Linked DNA regions of Sus scrofa: region 2 is linked to region 1. A link is a contact called in public HiChIP or PLAC-seq data. All regions are on one chromosome and are shown on one strand. The core of a region is the stretch at or near the end of the contact, and the rest is flanking DNA. Distances in the headings are between cores, read along the strand shown. Region 1 holds the start of C1H9orf152. Region 2 holds the start of TXN (thioredoxin).

Region 1 (4,833 bases), core at 961-3,460:
ACCCTCTCCCCTGATGGAGCCCTATCCAGCCCAAGCCTGGATGTTTGAGGAGGTCTTGAGGAGTTGGGGAAAAGAGAGAAAGACCTTAAAAACAAAAACAAAAATATAATTGCACAGAACTTGTGCTACAGAAGTAGTTTGTAGAAGCACCATCAGCCTAGACCATTCACCCCTCTTTTTATGGCTAGAATATGATGACAGACCAGATGCCAAGAGAAAGAAGTTAGACCCTGGGTCAAGGGCAGAGAAAGAAGAAAGTAGAAGTGCACAGAGGAGACCTCTCTTCTGCTCATCAAAGATGAACTTGAACAAGCTAATGGAAACTGAAAAGGAAAAAGAGTAACTTTGGACCATCTCTCAATTCTTTATATGCGTGACCATCTATTGATAAACCATTTCCAATAATGAATTGTATCATTTTCATAGATGATAACATTTGCATCTCTCTACCAAGTTTCTGACTCCCTTCTGGTGACCCATCAACCATGCTCACCTCAAATATAACATCTAAAACAAATCCATCCTCCTCTCCCTCACCCCAATCTGCTCCACTCTTATGCCACCTCTGTGACTAGAATTACCATTTCCCTACCCAGTGTGGGTTAAATTATGTCCCCACCATGCAAATCTGTATTTTGAAGTCCTAACCACAGTACCTCAGAATGTAACCTTATTTGGAAAAAGGATCATTTGCAGATATAAATAGTTGACTTAAGATGAGGTCACTAGAGTAAGTCGTCATCCAACATGACTAGTGTCTCGATCAAAAGGGGAAGTTTGGGCACAGAGACACACACATGGGGAGACCACCATGTGACAATAAAGGTAGAGGTCAGGTGATGCTTCTACAAGTCAGGGAATGCCAAAGGTTGCCAGCGAGCCACCAGAAGCAAAATGAGAGGCATAGAACAGATACCTTTTCAAATCCCCAGAAGGAACTTAACCTTGCTGACATCTTGATCTTGGACTTGTGGCCTCCAGAATTATAAGACAATGAACTTCTATTGTTTAAGCCAAGCAATCTGTGGTACTTTGTTACAGCAGCACATACCACCGGACGAAGCATACAGCATACATGTGTACGGCATATACCAGCCAACAAAGATTCACCCTCCATCTCTCAAACCACCTCTAACAGCTCAATCCCATCCAGTTACTCTTCAAAATGTCTCTTAAATTCAGCTGCTACTGTTTCCACTGCCTTTGTAGGTATATTGGGTAACTGAGTAATTATGTTAACAGGAGACAGAAAGGAATTTACTTGGCCAGATGGAGCCAGGATAGGTTGAAGCTGGTGTAAGGGAGAAAGGGTTTAGGATTCAAATCTAAGAGGATGTAGAGACGGTGGGGCTGGCAAACCAAGCGGAACAGGAGGGTGCACCTAGCTGTGGGTAAGATAAACACCAATTTGGAAATGTCGAGACTGCAGAGGCTACATCAAATGTCAAAGAGGTGGGGCTGGCTAGAGGCCACGGCTTCCCTGGGTCTGCCCACCCCGCCCCCACCCGGTGACTTTAGGGCTGGGCTTTCTCTTGGATTGCCCCTTAGGGGGTGAGTAGAGGTCTCAGGGGGCACCTTTGCCACTGGGACTCCCTCTGCCCTGGTAGATGTTGGCACACATCCCCAAGACACCAGCTCCTTTTCCAACTGCCAACCAGACAGACAGGTTTACTGACAGGCATCCAGGGTCCAGTCCAAAAGGCATGAGCCAAGCGGGCCCTTGGCATCTCCCCGCACTGGCTCCAGCTTTGCAGGGAAACAGGAGGCTTCACCGTAGCTCTCGGGTTGGATTCTACAGGGTCGGATTCTACACTTGGGATCAAGCAGTGAAGGACTCAGAATAGGACACTCCTTGGATTCCAAAAGGACTTCGAGCTTTTTGTCTTTCTATCCCCAGCTCCTCCCCTCAGCCCGGCCCGTCAAAAGTTCTCACTTTTATTCACTCCCTGCCCCTCCCTCCTCCTGCCCTCCCTTTTCTCCCACCCACTTCATCGGCCACCACTCTTACCTTCTCCCCCCATTCTTCATTCCCTCTTCGCATCCCCTTCCTTCTCTCCGCTCCAGTTTCCCTCCTAGCCACCCTTCCCCTCCGAGTTTTGATTTTTCCTTCTCTTTACCGTCCCTCTCCCCCTCCCTACCTCGTCCTCCTCCCCTCCTTCCTCACTTCCCCTTCCCCCTCCTCCCCCAGCCCCGCCCATCAGTGTTTGCTTTTCTCCCGGATCCGGATGAAGGGGTTGCCCTGCCCGTGCCCAGCCCTGCCCCACTTCTGGCAGCTGGGGTCTCACTTCATGGCCGAGGGCTCCGGGACCCAGGCCCCCGGCAAAGGGCCCCTGCTCAGTGTCCAGCTCCTGCGAGCCCAGTATGAAGGCCTGAGACGGCAGCAGAAGGCTCAGGCCCACGTGGTGGTGCTCCAGAAAGGTAGGGCTGGGTGGGTGCTGGGGAGGGAAAGAAGGGGAGGAGGGCCTGGCTGTGGGTGGAATGGATGGCTGAGCTGTGGGCAGTGCCAAGGCTCTGCTGACCCTCCTGGTGGGGAAGAGCTGGGAGGCAGGCCCTCCAGAGGCAGAGCCAGAGCAGGGAGGCTGGTTCAGGGCAGCCCTGCTGGGCTCAGGCCCCCTGCCAACTGTGCCAGGGGCCCCCAGGCAGACAGCTGGCAGGCAGCACGCTCTTCCTGGCCTCTGCTCTTAGACTCTAATCTTGCTGAACTGGTCTGCCTGGTGAGCTGGGCTTGGCCACTCTGCAAGGCCAGGTGGGGGGGTGGGAGCTGTGCTTCCTGGCTGGGTCTCACCAAGGAACTGTCAGGAAAGCAGAGAAACTATCCCTGGAGAGTGAAGACAACAGCCCCAGCACAGGCACCAGCCAGAGGAAACACAGGCTCAGGGACCCCAGAGGCACCCAGGATGCCCTCACACCTCAAAGAACAGCCAGGGAGGTTCGATGACACCCAGAAGCCCTTCCCTTCCACCAGGGAAGAAGCCTCTTCCACTTGGCAATTCAGATTTATTCCAGGAAGAAGGTTGGAGCCCAGGGCTCAGCAAGCAATTGTCGCATCTCAGCCCTTCATCCTCCTCTAACCCAGAGAGACAAGAGAGATAGAAAGAACTCCCCCCTGAAGGTCAAGGCTCTACCCTGGGAATTTCTGTGCTTGTTTATACAGTTCAGGACTCATTGAAAAGCCCACCCTGCTCTTGGCCAGGCTGGGAGGGAATCAGGGGCCAGAGGACCACAATGACTAGGACAGGGAGTGTGCTGCCTTGGGCCAAAGACACTCATCTCTCATGCCTTGGGCTGTTTGCCAGCCATTGGGGTCTGTTTGAATTGAACAGACACAGTCAAGTAGTCCCCCATCTCTACAGGGCATAAGCTGCAAGATTCCTAAAGCCCTACCCCATCCTCAAGGGTGTTTATTCATTCTGTCACTCAGCAAGCATTTGTTAAATTAAACCCCTATCAAATGAAAGCAGATTTAACACACTTAGATTCAGACTCACAAACCCATGTGATGGGCATATCCCCAAGACATCTTAAACTCAGCACGCCCCATAGAATTCACCACCCCTGCCCCAGCCTTCCTCCTGGTTCATTCTTCTGCATCCTGTAACTCAGAACTGGCACCTCCATCACCATGTGATGAGTTCCAGCAGGTTAATGCATGGAGGGATGCTCAGGCTCTGCTTCCCCAGGGGAGACTTCTGACCCCCAAGGCTCAGTCGAGATCTTTTAGGGCATTTCTAGCAGTTTGCAAGTCCACCTTCTTGCTCTTACTGTGAGAAGCAGTGCGCTGTCTGATGGCGTGTACCTGTCCTTGGTCTCTGGAGAGAAGGTGAGCCTGAGTGCCAGCTCAGTCATTGACTTGCTCTGTGCAGCTTTGAACAAGTCATGTAAATTACCCCGTGACTCAGTTTCCTCATCTGTCAAGTAGAAATAACCGTAATACCCAAAGTATAGGATTGTATAGGAATTAAATAAATTAATATGTGTCAAGCTCCTCAGGGCTTTCTGTGCTGACTGGCTGAGGACTAGGTCACTATGTCACGGAGGTGGAGGGACATCTAAGCACTTGGACTGGGCGTGAGGAATAAGGTGGTTCTCCAGGGAGAATTCAGAGTAAGATTACAAAAACGTTGGGGGTGGGGGGCAAAAAAGCAATTCTGCCTATACTTTAGCAACAGAGTAGATGGTGGCACCATTCATTGAGCTAGGGGATATAGGAGAAAGAGATTTCTTATAGGGAGAGATGAATTTGTTTGTGAATATGCTGCACCTGAGATAGTTGGCTGTAAAACTTCAAACCAGGCTGGATCTCAGGGGAGAGATTTGGGCTGGAGACATAGATCTGGGGTCACTGACATATAGGTGGTAGCTGAAGCCACCAGCATGGGCAAAGTTGTGGAGGGTCAATTGTGTAATTGATAAGAGGCTGGGATGCCAGTTGGAGTCCTCGAATACTCAAATACTGAGGCACAAGAAGAGAAAGAGAAGTCAGGGAAGATGGACGTCAAAATGGTAACAGATGAATATTAGCCTAAAAAAGGAAGGGAATTCACACATGTTGAATCTTGAACATAGGTGAATCAATCTTGAGGACACTATACTAAGTGAAACAAGCCATTCACAAAAAGACAAATGCCGTAATCTACTTTTAGGAGGGACCTCGCGTAGTCAAATTCGTAGAGATACACAGTAGACTGGGGGTTTGGAATTGGCATATGCACACCGTGGTATATGGAATGACTGGCCAATGGGGACCTGCTGCACAGCACAGGGAACTCTACCCAATAGTCAGTGATAACCTATATGGGAAAAGAATCTGAAGAAAAAAAAAAAAAAAAGGAT
Region 2 (5,214 bases), core at 1,606-4,105, 59 kb before region 1:
CCTCCTCTTGATGATGTAGAAATACCATTTTTTACCTGTCCAAAATGCATTTCCCTTTTTTCTGGAAAAAACCCTAGATTTTCCTTACTCCTGGTTGAAATAAATGGTTCAAGCAAGGCTGATGCCCTCCCCCACCCCCAGATCAAGTCAGTGAAGGTCAGCCTCCAGGGCACTGACTGTAACCAGGGAGAGGAGTGCTCTTCCTTGGGGATAAAATGATAGGGACCTAAGCCTAGAGGGGCTAGTCAAAGTAGGTGGAGAGTCCACTGAGAATGAACGGATAGTTCTGGAGCTCCTGTGACATCTTAGGCTCCTAGAGTTCCTAGTTGTTTGAGTTGCTAATTCTTTTTGGTTAATTCAGTCTGAGCTGGAATTTCTCTTTGCCACTGAGAGGTCTAATAATACACAGAGCCAAACTCTCAAATGAAAGCCTTTCTATCAACCCTCTCTCAGCTCTTCTCACCCTCTCCTTTCTGCACAAAGGGATCCTCCCTCACTGGGCTGTCCCAAGAATTCCCCTTTACCTCACTTTCCCCAGAAAATGTACCTCCTTGCCACAACTGAAATCCTACAGAGTCGAGTTTCCCAAGTCCCTGTAGACCATCCTCTTTGGGTAGGGCCAAGTCTAGCCCACTTTTTTTTTTTTTTTTTTCACTCTTTGAGGGGGGAAAAAAATCCTCTTCCTTGAGATTCATGTTATTAGGGCTCCCTGTTTATTATGAATTTCCTGACAACTTAATTCACTTAGGCTTGACACCTGTTTTACAGTCTCCCCGTCCACCTCTGCCATCATTCCACAAGGGTGTCACCATTCCATTAATAGTCTGTAATTCATAGTTTATATATCACTTACTGTGTACCAGGCATGATTCTAAGCACTTTGCATATATTTTAGTTCACTTGACCCTTCTAATAGCATGGGGCATTATTATTCCCATTTTATACATGAGGAAATTGAGGCCCAGGAAGTCTATTTAGACTTGAGTTACCCAGCCACTAAGTGGTAGAGTGGGGATGAGGACAGAGAATCTAATTGCAGTGTCTGGACTCTTAATACAAATGGTAGCTTCCCAATTCCCTGTTCCCTATAATCAGAGCATCCCTCATAACCCGCCTCTATATTGGTCCTGGACATTTGGAAGATGCTTGAAGAGATGGCAGCTGAGCGTGGTTTGGATGGCCAATGGAGGTCTGTACCTCTCCTTTCTACAGCTCAATTATTTATCATCTCCCATGTAAAGGTACCAGTAGGCCTAGAAGCTGGGATGTAAGTTGGGCTGAAAACACAGCAGTAGAAAAGCAGATCATAGACTGGGCTCCTGATAACCCATAATGCCTCTTCTCTGTCCTGCTAGTCCTTATTTTCTAAGGGAAGGTTGCTGCATTCAGGCCAACCCATCCTCCTTCTGCCTAGGACTGTCCTTAGAATGTATGCCTTGTCTATACCCTAACCCCTGGCCCTCAACTTTCTAGAAACTTCGTACAATAGGTCCAAAAGAGCAGAGGGAAGGATGCCTAAGACTGAGAGGGGGAAGCCAGGGAGCAGTTTCACCATGGCCGCCAATCACACCTAAATGTAGCTGCAGCCAGAGTGCCCCCACCTGAAAAGTCAGGCTCCACCCTCCTTTTCCCAACATAATCCCACTCCTTTCCAGCCTTCTGGCTGTCATTCCCCTCTCCAGCTCAACAGCTTGCCCACTTCCGGCTGCTGCCCTCCTGGCTTCACCATGCCTGCTTACATACCTTCCACAATCCTCAGTCCTGCCAAAGCCAATCTGTATCAGCACAAATAGCCCATTTTTCTGTTCCAGGCTCTACAGCTGGTAGTAAAAACACACAAGTGTGTGTACCGGTGCCACAATAAAGTCTCCAAGCATGATCCCCACCCCCAACCCCACGACACCAAGCAAGACTAATTAGTACTCACAACAGCTTTAATTATAACTTTTTTTGAGTTTTTACCAGGTGCCAAACACTCCCCCTAACCACTCTACCAGCACTTTATTTAATCCTCAAAACACTACCGCCAGGAGTTAGGAACCATTGTGATTCTCATTTGACAGAAAGGAAAACTGAGGCACCGGAAGGTGGCCTGCTCAGGGTCACAACTGCGTCCCTCTGACCGCACTTACAACCCGCAGGAGCCCAACCAGTCCCCGCCAGTCACTACAGCACTAAACTGCTGTGTCACGCCGAAGCAGCAGGTTCACCAGTGAAAATGAAAGGACTGAAAGGAGGGAAGGAGGGACGACAACCATCGCGGAAAAGTAGGGAAAACGAGGCGGGGGCGCACACGCAGAGAGACTTCCTGGTTATCGTTACTCAGCACTTGTGGGGTTCTCGGAACTGGGGGTGTGACGGTCTGGCGACCCTTTTGAGGAATCCTGAACTGGCCTGGGAGCGTCGGATGATGACCACGCTGGCCCCTACGCAGGTAACCCTGTGATTCTGGAGGTAGCCGTCCGCCTCCTCTCACTGTAGGGTCCCTTGAGGTCGCTCCACGGCCCCCGCGGATCTCCACTTCCAACGCAGGTACAGGTGGGCGGTGCTGAGGGGCGCGGAGGACTCCCTGGAACTCCGCCCAACGCCCGCGCCCCTCCCCGGCTCCGCCCCCGACCGCAGTCCCGCCCCCTCTCCGAGGGCTCCGGGAGGCGGAGCCTACCCCGGCGCCTTGGCGGGAGCAGGATGCCCAAGCGAGCGCGCCCCCGCCACACGCACGCCGCGCGCGCCCGCCCGCCCCGCCCCCACTCCCCCGTTGCTATAAAGGGAAAGCGGGCTGCGCGCTCTCTCTGCTCCGTCCACCGCTTTGGATCCGCTTCCATCTCTTTTACCGTAAGGTCGTTCGTCAGACCCCAGCAGCCAAAATGGTGAAGCAGATTGAGAGCAAGGTATGAGCTCCCGGGGCAGGCCAAGGCGTGACGCCAAGCCCCCGCAGCTGGGGGAGGTGGTGGGCTGGTGGTGGGCAGGCCGGCCCTCCGCATCCCTGGGGGTAGGGGACGCTGCTTCTCGGCCTGGAGCTGCTGGAAGCCCGGGCCTGGGCGCCCCTGAGGCGGTGGAGCACGCCCCAGAGGAAGGGAGGAGTGGGGCAGGGAGCCCTGGAGGGCGGAGCCCGCGTGACCAGTGCGCCCCGGGGCTACAGGCGCGTGGGGAGCGCCCAGGAATCCCCCCACTGCGCCTCCGCCACCTCCCTGCCAGGACATTCTAGTTGGGTGAAGAGGGGAGGGAGTCTGCCCTTGGCCCCCATTTTTACCCGGACACGGGCCGGTTAGGAGATGGAGGGCTCCTTGGAGAAAGCCCGGGCTTGCCCGCCGCCACTCCCTCCCGGGAGAGCGGTGTGATCCACCCGCGCTGGGTGGCGTGCCCTCCCTGGGGAGTGGATCTAGGCCGGAGACCCTCGGCCTTCCCCATCACTGCCTGACTGCAGAGATGATGCGTTCTGCATCCGTGCAGAGGGTGCCGCTCCCAGCAGGAGGCCCCTCCCCACCCCCTTCGCGTGTTACGAGTCAGGCCCTAGGGGCCCAGGTAGCCGCTAGGAAGTGAAGTCCAGGTCGCTCCCTCAGGACTCCTCCTCCTGCGGTTCCGGGCGTGTTTCCGGCAGCGCAGGCTTTGGAATGACTCAGTCCCCAAGGCCGGGCCCAGGGGCCTCCACTGCCCTACCCATCTGTGATTCACCCACGATCGGTGGGTTTCGCTGGAGCCAGGAGTCCCCTGGGAGCGGCCGCGCCCGGCTCTGTGCTCCTGGCATGGTTCTGTCCTTTTAGGACTGCCCAAGACAAAAAGTGTTCCATTTCGAGAGTTACTGCAAACTTAATGCCCTCCTGCTGGGAAAACTCAGCCTAACACCGGGTCTGGTGTACTGTAGCCCCTCAAGAAATGGATGTTAAATGCAGAGTCAGAGAAGTGAGTGTGAGAAAATTGGTGTTGCGCCAACTGTGGCACAAGACCGTTTCCCCTGGATACCCCCTATCTGGGTAAAGCAGAGGAAAGGCCCCGCCTGGAGTGCTTCGACCTGTTAGATGCTGGAGTTGACTTGGAAGTTTCTCTGTTAATAATTCCTTATCTTTTTGTGCCTTTTACAACCAGAAAACGTGAAAATATTGTAGAAATGTGGGAAGCGAGAGATCTATTTCCTAGAAGCAGCCACAAAATAATTGCAATTATTTTTATTTCTGAGATGTGTATTTGTGGTCTAATTTAGCCTGAACACTTTCCATGTAATTAGAAGCTTTTTGTAATCATTTCAGTAACTGAACACATTGTTGGGCATTTAGGCAGTTTTCCATGTTTCTGTGAATGTTTTTGTTTATAACTCTGGGTAATGGAATTCAGGCTGTTTCCTCAGTTTAGGGTCTTGAGTGCAGTGGTTGGGTCAAGTGATGTGAACCTTTTAAGGTTTATTCACACCCTTCTCATTGGTTGAAAAGGGAGATAATTGAGGTATTTGGGGGGGTTGTTTTTGTTTTTTAAACCACATACTTTTATTCAGTATCTACTGAGTAACAAGTAACAATCTATGGGTGTGTTGGAAGTAGTCTTTTGCAGAGTCTGGCCACCTCATCATTAGAACCTGAGAACCCACTAAAGGAATGAGATCTTTGGTCTGTATTAGTTGTCTCAGAATCCATACACTACACCCAGAAAATTGATAGGTTCCTGGCACACACTTTCACTATTTGAGTTGTCATAGTTATGGCCCCCTCCTCCTCTGATCAATGACAAGAGGTACAGGGTGACAGGAAATTCATTACTCAGAGAGCCAAAGGAATCAGTTGATTTTCAGACCCGCAATCCAGAATCAATCAAAAGTTAAGCTAATTTGAATGTTTCTTGTAAATGTTGAGTGCCTGTTAAAGTTGCATCCTGGTGGACAAAGTTGGTGCCATTGGCCATCCATCCAAGACAGCTCTTTTTGGGGTTTGGGTAATTTTGAGCCCCTGGGATTTGTTTCGGATACAGGTGGGATAATGGACTGTAAATGTGAGAAACAATCAACAGTTTTAAGAATGGCTGCTGCCATTTATGCAGCTCCTAACTTCTACACCCAGGCACTTTGCTAAATGCTTTACAAACCACTCTCATGCTTGTTGATTACCTTTGGAATAGGTGTGTTTGGGAAAAGAGATGCTAAACTCTGCTGTTATTTACGCCCCAGATTGGTTGTTTTATTTTCACGATATTTGTCAGTGATGGGCACCTTTATCAATCCGCACTGGT

Evidence for each region. HiChIP or PLAC-seq counts read pairs in DNA pulled down with a chosen protein or histone mark.
Region 2: an H3K27ac HiChIP or PLAC-seq map of alveolar macrophages shows a contact between it and region 1. The contact joins the promoter of TXN here to the promoter of C1H9orf152 in region 1. A contact is called at or near these places in 1 of 47 Hi-C or Micro-C datasets (blood) and 1 of 2 datasets of contacts at active chromatin or transcription factors (alveolar macrophages).

The regions. Positions count from the first base shown.
Region 1 is chr1:251,215,512-251,220,344 of Sscrofa11.1, reverse strand. C1H9orf152 reads left to right here and starts at 2,210. Exons shown (of 2, transcript XM_003122069.4): 1 at 2,210-2,418. The coding sequence starts at 2,226. All of the region lies in intron 1 of LOC110256047 (a long non-coding RNA gene), which reads right to left.
Region 2 is chr1:251,274,990-251,280,203 of Sscrofa11.1, reverse strand. TXN (thioredoxin) reads left to right here and starts at 2,855. Exons shown (of 5, transcript NM_214313.2): 1 at 2,855-2,888. The coding sequence starts at 2,865.